Linked DNA regions of Mus musculus: region 2 is linked to region 1. A link is a contact called in public promoter capture Hi-C data. All regions are on one chromosome and are shown on one strand. Each heading gives the region's core, a stretch centred on a gene start, on an enhancer-like site or on the middle of the called end of the contact. The rest is flanking DNA. Distances are from core to core; before and after follow the strand shown. Region 1 holds the start of Rangap1 (RAN GTPase activating protein 1). Region 2 holds the start of 1500009C09Rik (RIKEN cDNA 1500009C09 gene).

Evidence for each region. Promoter capture Hi-C pulls out the DNA fragments that hold promoters and counts their contacts.
Region 2: a promoter capture Hi-C map of pre-B cells shows a contact between it and region 1. The contact joins the promoter of 1500009C09Rik here to the promoter of Rangap1 in region 1. A contact is called at or near these places in 2 of 39 promoter capture datasets (liver and pre-B cells) and 1 of 484 Hi-C or Micro-C datasets (CD8 T cells).

The regions. Positions count from the first base shown.
Region 1 is chr15:81,727,609-81,732,372 of GRCm38.p6, reverse strand. Rangap1 (RAN GTPase activating protein 1) reads left to right here and starts at 2,454. Exons shown (of 16, transcript NM_001146174.1): 1 at 2,454-2,661.
Region 2 is chr15:82,249,843-82,254,606 of GRCm38.p6, reverse strand. 1500009C09Rik (RIKEN cDNA 1500009C09 gene) reads right to left here and starts at 2,135. Exons shown (of 2, transcript NR_037697.2): 1 at 1,859-2,135.

The DNA.
Region 1 (4,764 bases), core at 1,205-3,704:
AAACACCCGTACACATGAAATAACAATCCTTGTAAAAGAGAGGAGCGTGACTTCACACACAAGATCAGCTAGTGACAGACAGACGACCGTAACACAGTCAATAAAGGAAGGCATTAATCACCGCTTCAGTTCTCAAGGTATTGCAGTGTGTTCATCCCCGCACTTGGGAGGCTAAGTCAAGAGATCTTAAGTTCTAGGACAGCTTGGGCTATGTTTAAGACTGATCTTGTCTAAAAGTAAACAATGTGCAAACCTTCCATAAAACAAACAAACAAACTTCATGCATACTGGAGAGACAGCGCTGACATTAAGAGCACATGCTGCTCTTGGAGAGGACCTGAAGCAATTATAACTAACATTTTCTTTATATAACGGTCAAAAAAGTTACCCTGGTGGTGGTGGTGGTGCACACTTTTAATCCCAGCACTCAGGAGGCAAACGCAGGTGGATATCCAAGTTCTAGGCCAGCGTGGACTACAGAGCAAGTTCTTGAACAGCCAGGGATACGTGGGGAAAACCTATTTTCAAGTATTATCGATTGGGGGCTGGAGAGAAAGAAAAAGTATAAGCCAGGCAGTGGTGGTGCACACCTTTAATCCCAGCACTTGGGAGGCAGAGGCAGACGGATTTCTGAGTTCGAGGCCAGCCTGGTCTACAAAGTGAGTTCCAGGACAACCAGGGCTATACAGAGAAACCCTGTCTCAAAAAAAAACAAAACAAAAAAAAAAACAACAAAAAAGTATATATATATTATATGTTTCTGCCTGCAAGTATGTTTGTGCCCTACATGTATGCAATGCATGCTGAGGTCAGAAGAAGGCTTTGGATCTCCTGGAACTGTAGTTCCAGACTTCTGTGAACTGCCCTGTGGGTGCTGGGACTTGAACCTGCGTCTTCTGGATGTGTGACTTACCTGCCGAGTCAACACTCCAGCCCTACTCCACACATTTAAAAAAAAATAATAATAATACTCTTTGAGGATAAGTTTTAAACATCATGTCTCTTTATCTCTAATCATTTCAGCAGTTTTCTCCAAGAAGAAAGAAAATATAGAAGAAAATACATGTCACCCCAATCTCTCATTCAACAATCAGACAGACAAGGATTCCATATAGAGTATTTTCCCACACACCCAGCATTCACTGATTTTTGCAGCATACAATGGTTGGGTGTCTGCCAAGGACATTAGAAGTACATGCCAGGAAGAGTAAAAAGACTTCTCTTACTTTATTTCACACTATCACACATACTCCACAGTACAAAAAGCAAAAAACAAAAACAAAAAAAAACCCACCTTATATTGATAGTAACACTTACTATACAGACACATTTTGCTAATTATTTTAGTATTGTCCTTTATAGCAAATCTCTGTTGCCCCGTGAAAGATGAAACCCAGGCCCGGGTATTTCACTTATTAAACATGTCTGTTTCATATTTATTTGTTTAATTTTTAGGGCTGGGGATGAACTCAAACTCAATGCATACACTTATCATTGAGCTATGCCCCAGAGCAACCGTTTTCCATAGTCTTTTTTGTTTGTTTGTTTTTTTCGAGACAGGGTTTCTCTGTATAGCCCTGGCTGTCCTGGAACTCACTTTGTAGACCAGGTTGGCCTCAAACTCAGAAATCCACCTGCCTCTGCCTCCCGAGTGCTGGGATTAAAGGCGTGGGCCACCACTGCCCGGCTTCCATAGGCTTTAAGGAGTAACATTCTTCAAATTGAATGGCACAGGAGAATTTGGAACAATACAGACCAGTTATTCTGGAAGATGGTTTTGGCTTTTGTTTCTCTCCTTTCTCTCTCTCTTTCTCTCTTTCTCCCCACCCTCCCCGGCTCTCTGTTTCTCCGTCTCTTTCTCTCTGATTTGATTAATTTTATCCATTTGAAGAATGGACAGCCATGCTGTGTCATCAGTGCGCCATGCTGTGTTCATATTGATGTTAATATGAACCAGTTGGTTAAGGCGATGCCTGGAGTTTGTCTCTATTACAAAATGACTTTCTCCATTTTTAAAAATTATCTTTGGAGTTTCCTTTCAATTTCAGGGGAATTAGAATTTGTTTTTAAAGTCATTTCTTTTAGCAAGTAGATCCCTATCAATGCTGAAGTGATCCAGTGATTCACTGTTTCGCCTTTGTCAATAAAGTTGCATGAATGAGCGCTAACCTCTACGGAAGGGTGCGGCTACTTCGCGGCATGGTCTGTCGGGATTTGTAGTCTGCGGGCGCTTCCGTCAAATACCATCCCACAGAGTACTGTAGAGAAAGAGCCAGAAGCCGAGAGGGCGGAGAGGAGGGTTGCGAAGTCCGAGCGCTCTGCATCATGGGAATTGTAGTTCATCGCGCGCGTCCCGCCATGCCAGCGCCGGAGGACAGGACTTCCTTTCCCAGTAGGCCCCGCAAGCCGGCCCGGCAAAACCCCGCTCCGGCTTGAACAAATCAAATCGAAGGAAAGAAACTGCCGGCTTTCAAAAATCCTCCTCCGCCGCCATAATCGCTGGGGATCGTGGAGCAGGTGGTGTGCACGAGCTAAACGAGGAGCCGCGGCAGCAAGGAGAGGCAAGCAGACTGGTCACTGGGCCTGGCCCCCACGCGGACTCTCAAGCAGTGACCGACGCGCGCGTTCCGTCCCCCCACGCCGCGGTGCCGCTAATTTGTGGTGAGTCGGGGCCCTCACGCTCTTCCTGTCACTTGCCTGGGCCACCAGGGTCTGGGTGGGGCGAAGCGATCGCCTTGCTTCTACCCTTTTGATCACGCTGCGCCCGGCTTTGGGGGATGGGACGCTGGGCGCCGCTGCCCCTTGTACGTTTGGGGAAACTGAGGCCTAGAGTGGCCACTAGCCACAGCTTCCTCTCGGCGGTGGCGCCTCCCGTTGCCATCCATCTCACCTGGAGGCGGTAGGAAGCCGGCTGGCGTGCCGGGTGGGGCTACGCAGTCCATCGTTGCCTACCCAGTCGGCCCACGTCCGCGCGGGAAGCCTGGCATGAGTCACTGCTGACGCTTGGCTGGGTCGATGGATGGCCGTGCACCTGAGGACGTCCCCCACGCGGCCGCCCAGGAGGAGAGGGCGTTTGTGTATTGACCGTTTGTGCCTGCTCTCTCCCAGGCCGTCTGCTGACCTTGGATAGCTCAATACCATCCCTGTTTTGCTTTGGTTAGTCATTCTTTAAAGTGAATTGGGGAGGGCTTGTGTGTGTGTCTGTGTGTCCCTTCCACCTGGAGCCCTACCTACCACCACCAGTTTTTAATCTCATTGTCCCATCGTGGAACTGTAAGAGGTGGCTGAATTCCAGATAGATTTTTACTCATCTTCGTGTTTGTTGGGTTTCTGGCCCGTGACAGCTGGCTAAGGTGCCTATTTAACCTACCAAAGCGGACATGGCCTCCAGGTTCTCCCAGAATCCCTCAGTCCCTACTTGAAGTTTCCAGTCCCGGGGCTGGGCTTGCTTCTCTCCCCTGAAGCTCTTCACTATATAATCCTGACATTTTGGTCTTCTCACTTACCCTTCCATTCCTCTGTCTGCATTTCTCTCACTTTCTGCATATGTGAGCTCGTTTTTCCTTCTCTCCCCCACCCCTCTGTCTCCCTGTTTGCAAGGCGACTTTCCTTCTTTGGGACCAGTGAACCCACTAGAGCGCTGTCCCCAATAAACCTGCCTTTATACTTTAATTTGGTTTGAACTAGCTTATTTGGTCTGAGGAGACTACCTCTCAGTGTTGTCATTCTTTGAGCCCTCGAATATCAGGCCTTATACTGGGACCCTGTTCCTGTCAAAAACAGCTTGGTGTACGCTTAGTTGCTTGAAACCTTCCAGGGACCCTCCTGGTCACTCATACTGATACAGTAATTAGAATGTCCTTTGTTATCTTTTCTCCTCTGCTCTGACCATGGCCCCTCCTGTCGCCCATGAGCCTTTGCATATTCTGCTCCCTTTGTAGGAATGCTCTTCCCTTGATTTTTGCTTGGCTCAGTCAGTGATATCTTTAGTTTCTTTACATACACCACCTTTAGTCATTCTATTGTAAACCCTACCCTCTGCCCCCAAAAGAAAACTGGCAAAAACCACCTTCTTCTTTGCCCCTTTCCTGGTGGTTTGTGTGGGTTTTTTTGTTTGTTTGTTTGGTTGGTTGGTTGGTTTTTTTGTTGTTGTTTTTTTTTTTGTTTTTTTCAGACAGGGTCTCCTGTGGTCTAGGCTGACCTTAGCTCCTCTAGTAGTTGAGAATGGCCTTGAACTCCTGATCCTTCTGACTCCCTTCCCAAATACTAGATCATAGGTGTGCCCCAGCACCTGGCCTTTTTTTATTATTTTATTTTTTGTGGTGCTAGAGATTGAAACTAGCCCTTCACAAATACTGGGCAAGAGTTCTACCACTGAACTGCCCCTTCCTCAGCTCCATGTACTTTTTCAGTAACATGCAAAATATTTTTGATTTTAGATTATAAGCTTCAAGGGGTGTGTGATATTTGTTCTCCTGGTATTTCAAACAGTATCCAGTACATGGTGCTCAATACAGTGTTTTGCTGAGTGCTTTAATCCTGACTTGTAATTTATGCTTATTGACTAATAAATCAGGGTGTTTGGGGGTAAAATAAGTAAAGATGATGGGCAGCTGGCCAAGCCCAGAGAAAGTCTCATATGGGCAGGCTGTCTTGAGGCCCAGGACATTGGAGGGGCATTGGTAGCATTCATGAAACTGGAGCAATGTCTGAGAGCTATAACTCAATCTAAAGGTAGAGAGAGAATTCAAGTATATGAGCCCA
Region 2 (4,764 bases), core at 886-3,385, 520 kb before region 1:
CTGAGGCCAGGGAAGTCACCATGGGGAAAGCAGAGGGGCAGTGGGGAGGGAGAGAGAGGAGGAGTGCCAGAAATTCCAACGTACCCAGATTACATAGGAAAGAGCCTCTGCTGGTGGGAGGGTGGGGGGGAAGCAGCCCAGCTGCTAAGCTGGAAAGTTCAGGATTGGGGGCAAGGTATGCCAGATGGGGACTGAGGGATGCTGGGAGAATCTGGAGGCCAGGTCTGCTTTGATATGTAAAATATGCACCCAGTCCCTTGTCCTTGCAGAGCCAAATGCTGACATTAAAGGCTTGCCCAGTGTGTATAGTAGCTTCATGTGTGTCAATGGTGTCTCAAAAAATCTGTAACATGTATGATAAATAGTCTGTAGGTATCATTTTAGCTGCTAATTCTTTTAGTCATAGGAAAACTTCATGGAGACCTCAATGTGTAACGATAGTTAAAGCCAGAGGGGGCTTCTATTAAGAGGTGAGATCTCTGGACCACAACACTCAAATTCCCCATCTTTCATAGACAGCCCACCAAAGCCTCATAGAAGCCAATCTTTTTTGTGTTTTGGTTTTTGTTTGTTTGTTTTTCGAGACAGGGTTTCTCTGTGTAGCCCTGGCTGTCCTGGAACTCACTCTGTAGACCAAGCTGACCTCGAACTCAGAAATCCGCCTGCCTCTTCCTCCCAGGTTCTGGGATTAAAGGCATGCGCCACCACTGCCCAACCATAGAAGCCAAAAATGGTAGCTGGGTAGTGGTGACGCACACATTTAATCCCAATGCATGGGAGGCAGAGGCAAGCGGGTCTCTGTGAGTTCGAGGCTAGCCTGGTCTACAGAGCTAGTTACAAGGCAGCCAAGGCTACCTACATAAAGAAACCCTGTCTCAAAAAAAAAAAAAAAAAAAAAAAAAAAAGGAAGAAAAAAAGTTGACTCAGAAGTCTTTTGAAAGTATTCATAAGATGAACCTTGAGGCCTCAAGGTTTGGCTCTGCAAGGACAAGGGACTGGGTGCATATTTTACATATCAAAGCAGACCTGGCCTCCAGATTCTCCCAGCATCCCTCAGTCCCCATCTGGCATACCTTGCCCCCAATCCTGAACTTTCCAGCTTAGCAGCTGGGCTGCTTCCCCCCCACCCTCCCACCAGCAGAGGCTCTTTCCTATGTAATCTGGGTACGTTGGAATTTCTGGCACTCCTCCTCTCTCTCCCTCCCCACTGCCCCTCTGCTTTCCCCATGGTGACTTCCCTGGCCTCAGTCTTTGGGGCCAGTGAACTTGCCTGAGAGCAGCTTCCCAACAAACATGCCTTTAATATATTCTAGCCTAGCCTCTTGCAGTCCGGATCCTGCCTCACAGTATAGCACCTATACATCCTCTATACCGCTGGCACCAATGACAAGCACCAACTGTCCTGCATGTGGGGTCCCAGGGGACATTGAATGCATGTTTATCTGTCACCCTCCCCTGTGGCTCCCTGGCTGCTTCCCTCATGACTCTCCACCTCAGCTGCTGTTTTGCTGATGATTGCATGAAGTTGATGATACCCCTGAGACCTGAGCCCCCCCATGCCCCCACTAGGCCTGCTTGCCAAGGCATCTGTTGATCCACTGGGTCTCAGTCTAGAACCTGCTAGAAAGCCCAGACCAAAGTCCAAAGTCTTTTCATGGCCTATGACTCTAAAAGAACCAAGGCATCTGTTGATCCACTGGGTCTCAGTCTAGAACCTGCTAGAAAGCCCAGACCAAAGTCCAAAGTCTTTTCATGGCCTATGACTCTAAAAGAACATCACTTGGCCCCCTCATCTCTTCCCCTCTCCCTCCCTCCACGTGCTCCAGACTCAGCAGTGCTCACTCTCAAAGGTGCTCACCACCGGGGCTCTCTGCATCTGTCATCCATCACTGCGGGGAGGGAGGGTGTGTCTCTGCATCTCAAGTCTCTCTGTGAAGCTTTTATCGTCCATTGGTTCCTCCCTCGGAGAGGCAGAAATGGGTCCCAGTATCTTCCCAGAGAAGCCTCCCTTGGCTCAAAGCAGCTTCTCTCCATCCATCACTCCCTCACCTACTCTATTTCTATCTTCACAGTACCTACATAATGTCTGATCTTCAGGGAACCTCTTGAGACACCGTGCATTAGACTCAAAGTGTGGGGACAGCAGCTCCGGAAAGCTATTTAGTTCCTTCTCTCTCTACGTGGGACAAGCTTAGTATACAGTGACGTTTGGACTGGTTAAGGGGTGTGACCTTGGCTCTCTCAGATACCACGATAAGCACAATGACATCACCCTTGTCTCCTCCCATTGCAGGCCTGACATAATGTCTGGTGTTTCTATCTGTATTCCCAAGCTCAGGCATTCAATCTGATATTTATGAATGATTGACTAGTGAGAATGAATGGATGGATGGATGTAAAGTAGTTCTTTCATTCAACAAGTATTTATTAGCAACTGCAATGCGCCACTTTTAGAGTGAGTGACAAAGTCCCTGAGCTCCTGTGTCTTTGTTGGACAGACAGACAATGGACAAGTAATTAAATTGTTAAGGAAACAATCTAGAGCTAGGGATGGAGGTGCATATCCTTAATCCCTGTACTTGGGAGGCAGAGGCAAGCAGATCTCTGTGAGTTCAAGTCCAGCCTGGTCTACATAGAGAGTTCTAGAACAACTGGGGATACATAGTGATACCCTGTATTGAAAAGCCAAAACCCAAACAAAACAAAAAGCAATATAGGGGGTGGAGAGACGGCTCAGTGGTTAAGAGCTCTTGCTTATTTTGCAAAGGACCCAGTTTCCATCCCCAGCACCTACAACACCACATACAACCAGCTATATCTCCAGTTCCATGGGAGTCTGGTTCCCTCTTCTGGCCAGCATAGGTATTGCATACATGCGGTACACTTAAAGGAAAACATTTTTTAAAACAAAATAAATTTTAAAAAAGATAAAAACATGAGAGAGAGAGAGAGAGAGAGAGAGAGAGAGAGAGAGAGCGAGCAACCTGTTATATACCCTGAACATTTCAGGATGTCTCTTGCTGGGTAGACCAAGAAAGCAAGATCCCAACAGCTCTGTACCCAGGCGTTTGCTCAGAGTTGCTTCTGCAGAAAAGGGATAAGGTCACATCGACTCCTGCGCAAAGGACAGACGTTGTTTACCAGCTGAGATAAAGCTGCCTATACTAGGAGGCCAGATAGTGGTGGCGCACGCTTTTAATTCCAAGACTCTGGAGGCAGAGGCAGGCAGATCTCCAAGCTTGAGGCCAGCCTGGTCTACAAACTGAGTTCTAGGATAGCTAGGGCTACACAGAGAAACCCTGTCTGAGGAGAGAACACAAAACAAAATAAAAACAAACAAAAACTATCCACTAGCCGCATGTGATGGTTTATATATGCTTGGTCCAGGGAGTGGCATTATTTGGAGGTGTGGCCTTGTTGGAGTGGGTGTGGCCTTGTTGGAGTGGGTGTGGCCTTGTTGGAGTGGGTGTGGCCTTGTTGGAATAGGCATGTCACTGTGGGAGTGGGCTTTAGTACCCTCCTTCTAGCAGCCTGGAGGTCAGTCTTCCACTAGCCGACTTCAGATGAAGACGTAGAACTCTCAGCTCTGTGCGAACCAGGCCTGCCTGGGACACTGCCATGCTCCCGCCTTGATAATGGGCTGAACCTCTGAACCTGTAAGCCAGACCCAATTAAATGTTTTCCTTATATGTTGCTTTGGCCATGGTGTCTGTTCACAGCAGTAAAACCCCAACTAAGCCACTGCACAACATTCACAATGAGCCATTGTGGAGTTCCCCAGACATGGGAGCGTATCACTAGCTACTACTTTTAATTTGATTTTATTTTAGAGACAAGGTCTCATTGTCCCAGGCTGTCCTCAAACTCACTATGTAGCTGAGGATTACATTGACCCTCTGACCCTCCTGCCTCTACTGTCCCACTGCTGGGATCATAGGTGTGTGGCCCACACTCTGTTTTTGTCATTCTGGGGACCAGACCCAGAGCTTTGCATGTCTGAGGCAAGCACCCTGCCAACTGAGTCACATCGCCAGCTCAGACCGTTTCCGTAAAGTAAATAAAACTGTGTGTCCTTTACCTCTTCCTGGAAGCTCTCGTCTTCTGGCAGCACCCAGCAGACAGGAATGAGCTAGATTATCGGTCTGTAAGTAGAACAGACTCTCAGATAATGAAGTTTGTGATGATGGCGTCAAGATTAGTGTCCTAGAGAAAGCAAAACAGAAAGAGGAAAGGAGCCTGGGAGGTGGAGGCTGGAAAAGGTGTTGTTTTAGGTAGGGCCATTAACAAAGATCCCACTAGGCTCTCAGAGACTGAATCACCAACCAAAGAGCATATATGGACTGGACCTAGCCGTCACCACACACACACACACACACACACACAATTGTAGCAGATGTGCAGCTTGTTCTTCATGCAAGTACCCCAACAACTGGAGTGGGGGGCTGCCCTTGGCTTTGTTGACTGCCCATGGATCCACTGACTGAGCCACCTTGTGTGGTCTCAGTGGGAGACGATGCGCCTGGTCCTGCAGCGATGACGTGCTAGGGTGGGTTGGTACCCAGAAGGGACCTCCCACTTCTCAGAGAAGAAGGAAAGGGTAGAGGGGAGGGGCTTTTTGAGGGGTGGACTGGGGGGGGGGGGGCACTGTGATCAGGATGTAAAGTGAATAAGCAAATTAATGAGAAAAAGAAAGAATGAAAGAAAAAAGAAAGGCCCTTCTGGGAACTACTTATGAGGAAGGAGGTTGCTAGGAATGGGAGGGGC